Regions from separate parts of the Sus scrofa genome. Here all the other regions are linked to region 1. A link is a contact called in public HiChIP or PLAC-seq data. All regions are on one chromosome and are shown on one strand. The core of a region is the stretch at or near the end of the contact, and the rest is flanking DNA. Distances in the headings are between cores, read along the strand shown.

Region 1 (2,579 bases), core at 49-2,548:
TGCGGGCCGGAGGCCTGAGGTGCGAGGGGCCTTCCCCAGGATGACTGTGCTGACAGCCCTGTGACAGGACTCCTGGGGCCGGAGGCACGTGCAGGGCCTTCGGCTCTGCTTCAAGGCCTCTCTGCCAGGCCGAGGGGCCAGATTTACCTCAGGGTAGCCGCCGCCGCTTCTCCCTCTCACGGGCTCTGCAGGCCGCCATTATCGGGCAGCTCGCGCCTCCGCCGCCGCGGCCTCCAGTCAGAGGCCGGCGCGCGCCCCCGTGGTGCGCGCGGACACACCCCCTTACGCCGCGCGGCCCCGCCCCCCTCCGGCTTTCCGTAGCGCGAGCGGGGACGCCGAGCTCCAGTCCTATTGGGCGCGCGCCCGGCGCTCCGCTGGCTTCCTCCCGGCTCCCCTGGCTTTCAGGACACGGGAGTCGCGGAAGGGGTGCGCGCTCCGGAACGCACCACTCGTGCCCCTCCCCGCAGGGGTGGTCGGGCCCGGGAGTCGGAGGCCGCTCCATGCACGGGACTCGGTCGCCTTCCAGCTGCGGCAGGCTCGCACGGCCTGCGGTCCTGGGTGGTCCGCAGCAGCAGGTCCGGGCCTAGGGGTGCGTGCTGTCGGCGCCCTCCCCTCCCCCGCCCCGCCTCCATTCACGACCTACCGAGCTGCGGGCAGGTGTGCGGGGTCGCTGGGGTGGAACGCCTGGTGCATCTTCCTCGGCGCGGGCCTGAGATGCCTGCAGGATGCGGGCCTCTTCCGCGGGCTCGCGGGGAGGCACGGCCCGAGCTGGGAGGCCTGGCGTCCACCCCGCCGAGCGGGAGGCTGCACCTTTTGTCAGAGTCACTGAGCCATTTTTGCGGGCGGTGGAGTTGCCGAGGCAGCGGCGGCGCGGGGCTGGGTGCGATCATCTGGGAAGATGCAGTCCCCTGCCCCGCCGGCGCGGTGGTATCTCCCTTAAAGAAGCCGAAGCCGCATTGTTCCGGTGCCCGGCCGCCGCGAGTCACGGGCGCCCTGCCCCCAGTGGGGAGGAAGGGACCGTGGCGCCCGCACTTGGCCGTTGCCGCGCGCGCACGCCTACCCGGTGGCGGCACCCGCGGGCTCTTCGTGGAGGGTCGGCCTCCCCCACCCCCGCCCTGCGCATCTAGAGGGGGAGGCCCGGGTTGGCGGGAGCCGGGATTGACAGCGAAGACAGCCGTTCTTGGGGCCCGACGGTCAGCTTGAGTCATTGGGGTACCCGACAGCTGTCAGCCAAATCCAGGGAAGCGTTCACCTCATAGCCAGTCCGGGACTGTCACTTGCTCAGAGACCCGGACCAATCGGTCGTTCGATATTTTATCTGCCAGAAACCTTCATTCCTTCTAAACTGATTTATTCTGCACCAACTATTTGTCAATAAAGTGGCTAGTCCTCCTCCCAGTGCTGTACAAGGCACGATGTGCAAAGAATCCCTGCTCCTGCCCTCAAGAATCAACCAATTACCCATTTTATTTTCTGTCCTCCACTTATGCAGCTTCTCTGCAAAGTCTGGGGCTGGGTTAAGTCTTTAAATGTTGTCTCCTAATCCCAACCAAACCCCACAAGGACAGGCTTTATGACGAATCTTGCTTTTAGAGGTGAAAAACAAAAGCAAAAACGGATCTTTGTCTTATTTGGCGAAAGTTGTTTGTTTTGAGGGGGGAGCACCTGCCTTGAATACCCACTCAGCTGGTGTGACCCCTTTACCCCCGCCCCCAAAACCCCCTGCTCTGTAATCCCTTCAGGCTTTTGCCCTGAGTGCGAAGTGAGGTTAGCTGTCTCCTGGGAATACTGATGTAATCTAAGGCTTGCTTTCTACCCTTGAAAGTAGAGGAAAGGACTTCCCATTGTGGCTCAGCGGTTCAGAACGCAACTAGTATCCATGCAGATGTGGGTTTGATCCCTGGCCTCGCTTATTGGATTAAAGATCCACGATGCCCGTGAGCTGCAGCATAGGTCGAAGATGCAGCTTGGATCCCGGGTCACTGTGGCTGTGGTGTATGTAGGCTCACAGCTGCAGCTCCGATTTGACCCCTAGCCTGGGAACTTCCATATGCCTCAGGTGCAGCCCTAAAAAGCAAAAAACAAAAAAACTACAGGGAAAATAGAGGGCTCTGTGTAGATAGCCAGCTGGACACCTGTGGGGTAACTGATCAGAATCAGGGGAGGGGTGTCTCTTGGTCAAAGGAGCCTTGTCCTTTTGTTTGTCTCAGTTTGTCTCAGTCATTAAATACAGGAATTCCTCCTCTCAAGCTGGCTGCAGAATTTGGAATCCACTCCCCAAACCCCAAAGTTAAGAAACTGACTCTAAAGTCTGTGAGGTAGATGTTTAAATAATTTGGCATGTCCTCTTTAGGAAAAAGATTACAAAATGAACCCATTGCTAGGGATTTGGAAAGGGTCTTTGTAAGTGAGGGACTCTGAAACTTAAGCTTCAGAATAAATCTGCTCTGAAAATTACATTATATGAGTATGTTTGCCAATAGGCTTTCTACTAGACTGAGAGTTCCTGGGGACAGAAACTTTGTCTATGATTCATTTCTCCAGGCTCCTCTATCTGCCAAAATTATGGTGCCAAAATA
Region 2 (2,579 bases), core at 34-2,533, 48 kb before region 1:
GGAGCCTACTTCTTTTCTGGGGATCACTCCCTGCCCTCATTAGAAGCAGGGTTGTTATAAACCTGATCTTACCCAGCCCACACACCTAGGCTCCAATGGGGGGTTTCGGCTCAGATGCCAGGATCCCAGAGGGAAGGTAAGGATACAGGTACCAAAGGTGGATAAAGCCCAAGCAGCCTGGGTCCCATGCACAGGAGTAGTAGAGAAACTTACAGGACATGAGTTTGGAGTAGTGGCCTGGGGGTTAGAGTCAGGGGCAAGCCCCCTTTATCCAGTTATTTTATTGGGAGGGAGGGCACTGGGAAGAGGCCATCCACTCCCCAAACCCCGGGCCAAAACAGACTGGTACAGTCTCTCCCAGACTGGCCCTTGCATCACTGTCCATGGGCAACTCTTCTGCCTTGAATTCTCAGGATCTGTCAAGTAGATGTGTCCATCTCAGGGACATCAGTGGATACTTCTGTGGGCACTGCCAGCCGCTGGGGAGGTACATAGGAACCCATACCCGCTGCCCTCTCTGCCTCTTCCTGACTGTAGGGCTCCACACTCAGCTGCTTCAACCTGGGAAAAAGAACAGGAACTGAGAGCTGACCAGATTCGAGTCCCGCCTGCCCGACACCCATCCATTAATTCTCTTCTTATACCTTTTCTTGTGGTCTTTGGATCGGAAGTGGGTCTTCAGGTTGGCAGAATCGATGAAGTATCTCCTGTAGGGATGGGGGGTAAGGAGAAGTGAGAAGGTGATGCCTCTCAGGTACACCTATCTCCCTGACCCTAGCTCATTTCCCGATGCTAGGCTCCAGGCTTGAAGGGATGGGAGGCCAGCAGACCCATGAATCCCAGGAAAGAAAACCCTGCGTTCCCTAGGGCCCGGATCTCAACACCCCCAGCCCGAAAGGCCGACCCTTCTCCTCCTCAGGCCGCAGCCGGCCGGGACTCACGCGCAGGCCAGACAGCGATGCAGGCCGCCCCCTGGCAGGTCGGGGTCGGGCTCGGCGCCGGGGTCTGGTCGGGTCCTTGTGGCAACCTGGGGCCGCAGCTCGCGGTGAATCTCATCGAGGTCCGGCCGCCGCCGCTTCGCCTTCATCTGGCGGGCCAGGGAGTGCGCTCGGTGTGCGCCGGTTCGGCGAGAGCGACCCATTGCTGGTAACAGCGGGACCAACGGGCCTAGAGCCGAGTTGGGAGGACACGTGTGGGCACTTCCGGACTGTGCAGTGACGCCATGTGACGCCGGGGACTGAGCAGGCTCCGGCGGACCGCCTCTGATGACGTCACTCGCGCGAGCAGCGCCCTTGAGCGCCCTCAGGAGGCCCTCGACGTCAGTGACCGAACTCGGGGCGGGGCTCCGGGAAGCGCGTCCTCTTAGGTCGCTGGAGGGGCGGGTGGTGCGTGCCCTGGGGGCTTCAGGGTGGTCCGCTGCCCTACCCGCCCCGCCTGGCCCATCCTATCTCAGTGCCGTCCTCTGGCCCCATCACCTCTTCCAGGCTCCCAGATCTTAGACTCCGCGTTGGGATGGGGGTGGGGGGGCATGCTACATCTCCCTGGAAGCACTGAACAATGTGATGTTAATGAATTAATAAATGAATGAAAATGAATACGTTTGGGATCGCGGCCCTCGCAGGACTTGCTGAGACATCTCAGGTTCCTGAGAAAGCCTCGGCACTTCTCACCTGTCCCCGGTTTTTCCTATCCTGTGAGTTGTGTGTGTGTGTGTTTACGGCCGCACCCACGGCATATGGAGGTTCCCAGGCGAGGGGTCTAATTGGAGCAGTAGCTGCCGGCCTATGCCAGAGCCACAGCCATGCGGGATCTGAGCTGAGTCTGTGACTTACACCACAGCTCACGGCAATGCAGGATCCTTAACCCAATGAGCGAGGCCAGGGCTTGAACCCGTGTTCTCATGGAAGGCATCCTGTTAGTCTTAAGAGGGGTCAGATCCTCTCACAAGGAAAGGAGGTCCTCACAGAAGGACCTCTCATCTTTGACTACTTTCTCATCTTTTGATGCTTGGCCTGGCATCAAAGGCAGAGAGAGGTACAACCTAGGTGTTGTGTACTCAGAGTGGGAATAGAGCCAGAGAGCCTTTCCCCTCGCATCAGAACCTGGTGCCTTCCAGGTTGACCAGAGGAACTCAGCAATAATTCAGGGGCTCCAGTTCTTTGGAACCTGTAGCCAGGAAACAGGGAGAGAGGCACGTGCATCCCTGGGGAGAGGAATCATTTTCCAGCCCAGACAAAGCAGTGAAATGTAAGCCCAGGGCACTGACCATGGGCCTTGGGACCTCCCATTCCGGTTCACAGAGGCTGAGTGTAGGTATAGGGCAGGGCCCTATTAAGGGCGCAGCTTGTAGGGCTGCAGTCATCGGGGCACCACAGTGGGTCCTGAGCCCAAGGACTTTGTAAATGGACTTCATGAATGGAAGAGGACTTTTCTGGAGCCATTCCAAATGATCAAATTCAAGAACTCCTAGGCCCAGGAAGGAGGCTTCTGTGGAGAGAGAAGTTTTCATCATTCCTGGCCAATATGGGCTAAGACAAGGGGTGAGGTGGCAGAATCTGGCTCTCATCACGGACTCCTTT
Region 3 (2,579 bases), core at 34-2,533, 35 kb after region 1:
GATTTCTTTTCAGACTTGTCCCTTCTTGGTTCCACGATATCTGCCTTACCCTCTTAGAACCTCATGCAAAGGCAAGAATAAAGCTTTCTTCTGATAGTTTACTTTTTTTTCAGGAGGAGATCCTTCATCTCCAGCCTGCCTCTGCCAGCCTTTGGGTCTCCTTGGCCATAACTATGTCTCTTAGGCAAAGGAGAACACGATTCCATAATAGGCTGCTTCAGAAGCCTTTGTTTCCTGAATCAGTGGAAAGGACCTCCTTCCTGGAGAACAGTGCTACCAGATCCCTGAACAAAACTGAGCAAGGAAGAAGCGATGACCTCTTTTCAACACTCATCCTTCTCCAGCGCCTGGCAGAGTTGACCTCATGTTCCGTAGAGACATAAGGAGCTTGGACTCCTGAGTCAAGCATATCTAATGTCTTCTACCTGCCAACATGGAGGACTGTCCAGAAGGACGTGGAGAAAATTTTAAAGTTGTGCCAAGGGGAACATCTGGATAACTTCTGAGTGGCTAGGTAGGGCTTCGGACCATTTCAGTCGGTCTCCCCTACTAGGCTGTGAGCATCCCAGGGCGGGCAAAAGGATCACTCATTTATCCTTCACCTTGGTGCCTCATGATAGTTAGTACTCAGGAAAATGTCTGGTGAATGAATAAGATTCCTGCCTTTGCCACTTACCTTTTAAATGACTTCAGATAAGGTCCTTTCCTTCTTAGACCTCGGTGTCAAAAGCTATAAAATGAGGGGAACGGATTCTATCTCAAGGGAACACTATCAGCATGAAAGTGGAATCAGTGGCTGAGAGATGGGCTAGCCCGGATGATGGTGGAGAAGGGGGGTCTCAAGTTCTCCAGCCACATGCTGTGCTGAGGGATGGGCCTCATCGGGACGCAGAGGAGGGCACGGACCTGATTTAGGTCAGGGAGGGGGTACCGGCTATTAACCCACAAACCCCAGTGGCCCATCCCCTCCTTACCAGACTGCGGTGGGAGGAGGTGAATTTCTGGAGACATTCTGGGTACCCAGTCCTGCCACAAGCTGCCCACGGACAGGCTGTTCTTGTTTTCGACCCCCATCCCCAGGGAACAGCGATTGCTCATCCCCACATGTGATTTGAGAGGGCCAGTCTTTCAGGCTTGGAGGAAACTCAAGCCTCGCCAGCCACTTGGCACCGGAATGCTCAGCTGGTCCCCTCCTGGGGCTCATGTGACCGGGGTTCAGCTATAAATATCAGAGGGGCCTCAGACCAAGACAGAATTCAGGCGCCAGGAGAAGAGGGCAAAGAGGCTCCGGGTGGGTATTTTGTGACAAAGGCAAGACCCCAGGTTTGCTTAGAGCAGGTGAAGGAGGCAGCCAGGCGGGTCCCCACGTCTCCCAACAATATGGATTATAAGTCAAGCCTGATCCAGGATGGGAACCCCATGGAGAACCTGGAGAAGCAGCTGATCTGCCCCATCTGCCTGGAGATGTTTACCAAGCCGGTGGTCATCTTGCCGTGTCAGCACAACCTCTGCCGAAAGTGTGCCAACGACATCTTCCAGGTCAGTGCTGGGCATGGCCTAGTCCGGGGGTCCCAAGTGGCTACTCAGTTTACCCGTGATGGAAATGCAAAGAGCACTTCTTGCTTAGCCCGGGCCCCTTCCAGCCTGGGGTTGTTTCCCTGCTGAAGTGAATGGCTGCTCCGGAGGCTTCTGGAAGGGGCTGAGGGGGCTAGGGAGGCAGCTCTGGCTGCCCCATTCCTTCTCCATGACGCACATGTCCCCTCCCGACCCTGCCTGCAGCTACCCCACCCCTGCCCTGAGCAGCCGTTGACTCTCCAATCAGGAGTCAAATGCCTCAAGCGATAAGTGGGAGAGGCAAGCAGAGAGGAGAGAGAAACCAGACCCCAGGGGCTGGAGCCAGCTGGGAGGTGGCAGGGGGCCCAGAGCTTTAGGAGAGGGGTGGCCCGGTGGCCGAGAGGCCCTGGGCAGTAGAGGCATCTTCCTTTTTGAAGCTGTTTCCTATACTATGGGGCAGGAGAGGCTTCCTCTCCCTAAGAAAGTGCTCCTGATTCCCCCAGAAGCACTTCACAACATGTCCTCTCACTACTTTGTTTTTAAAGCTGCAGCCCTAGGGAGTTCCCTGGTGGCCAGGTGGTTAAGGATTCAGCGTTGTCACTGCTATGGTGTGGGTTTGATCTCTGGCCCAGGAACTTCCACAGGCAGTGGCCATGGCTAAAATAAAGAAATAGATAAATAATAAAGTAGCAGCCCTATGAGCTGGCTCTAATTATAGGCCCATTTAATGAATGGGCAAACTGAGGCTTAGAGAGAGAAGGTTGCTCGCTCAAAGTCATTGAGAGAATTACTGGGACTTGAACCTAGGTCTGTTGACCTCCAAACCTGTTGATTGCTTAGTCACTCCTCAGATGCTCCCTGTGTAAGTGACTGTTCTCTCATCTCAGGATGGGGAGATTTACCTTTTTTTTTTCTTTGCTTTTTAGGGCCACTCCCATGGCATATGGAAGTTCCCAGGCTAGGGGCTGAATTGGAGCTGCAGCTTCTGGCCTACACTACAGCCACAGCAACACGGGATCCAAGCC

What was found. HiChIP or PLAC-seq counts read pairs in DNA pulled down with a chosen protein or histone mark.
Region 2: an H3K27ac HiChIP or PLAC-seq map of skeletal muscle shows a contact between it and region 1, with 2.8 times the contacts expected there. The contact joins the promoter of ZNF593 here to the promoter of PDIK1L in region 1. A contact is called at or near these places in 2 of 5 promoter capture datasets (fetal liver and liver), 25 of 47 Hi-C or Micro-C datasets (adipose tissue, alveolar macrophages, blood and 15 more) and 2 of 2 datasets of contacts at active chromatin or transcription factors (alveolar macrophages and skeletal muscle).
Region 3: an H3K27ac HiChIP or PLAC-seq map of skeletal muscle shows a contact between it and region 1. The contact joins the promoter of TRIM63 here to the promoter of PDIK1L in region 1. A contact is called at or near these places in 4 of 47 Hi-C or Micro-C datasets (embryonic fibroblasts, epiblast stem cells, fetal heart ventricle and 1 more) and 1 of 2 datasets of contacts at active chromatin or transcription factors (skeletal muscle).

Annotation. Positions count from the first base shown.
Region 1 is chr6:83,541,455-83,544,033 of Sscrofa11.1, reverse strand. It overlaps PDIK1L (serine/threonine-protein kinase PDIK1L), which reads right to left and starts at 1,298. Exons shown (of 4, transcript XR_001309276.2): 1 at 644-1,298.
Region 2 is chr6:83,589,544-83,592,122 of Sscrofa11.1, reverse strand. It overlaps ZNF593 (zinc finger protein 593), which reads right to left and starts at 1,283. Exons shown (of 3, transcript XM_021095611.1): 1 at 942-1,283; 2 at 645-707; 3 at 1-561. The coding sequence starts at 1,141. The coding sequence ends at 420.
Region 3 is chr6:83,506,175-83,508,753 of Sscrofa11.1, reverse strand. TRIM63 (tripartite motif containing 63) reads left to right here and starts at 1,283. Exons shown (of 9, transcript NM_001184756.1): 1 at 1,283-1,539. The coding sequence starts at 1,381.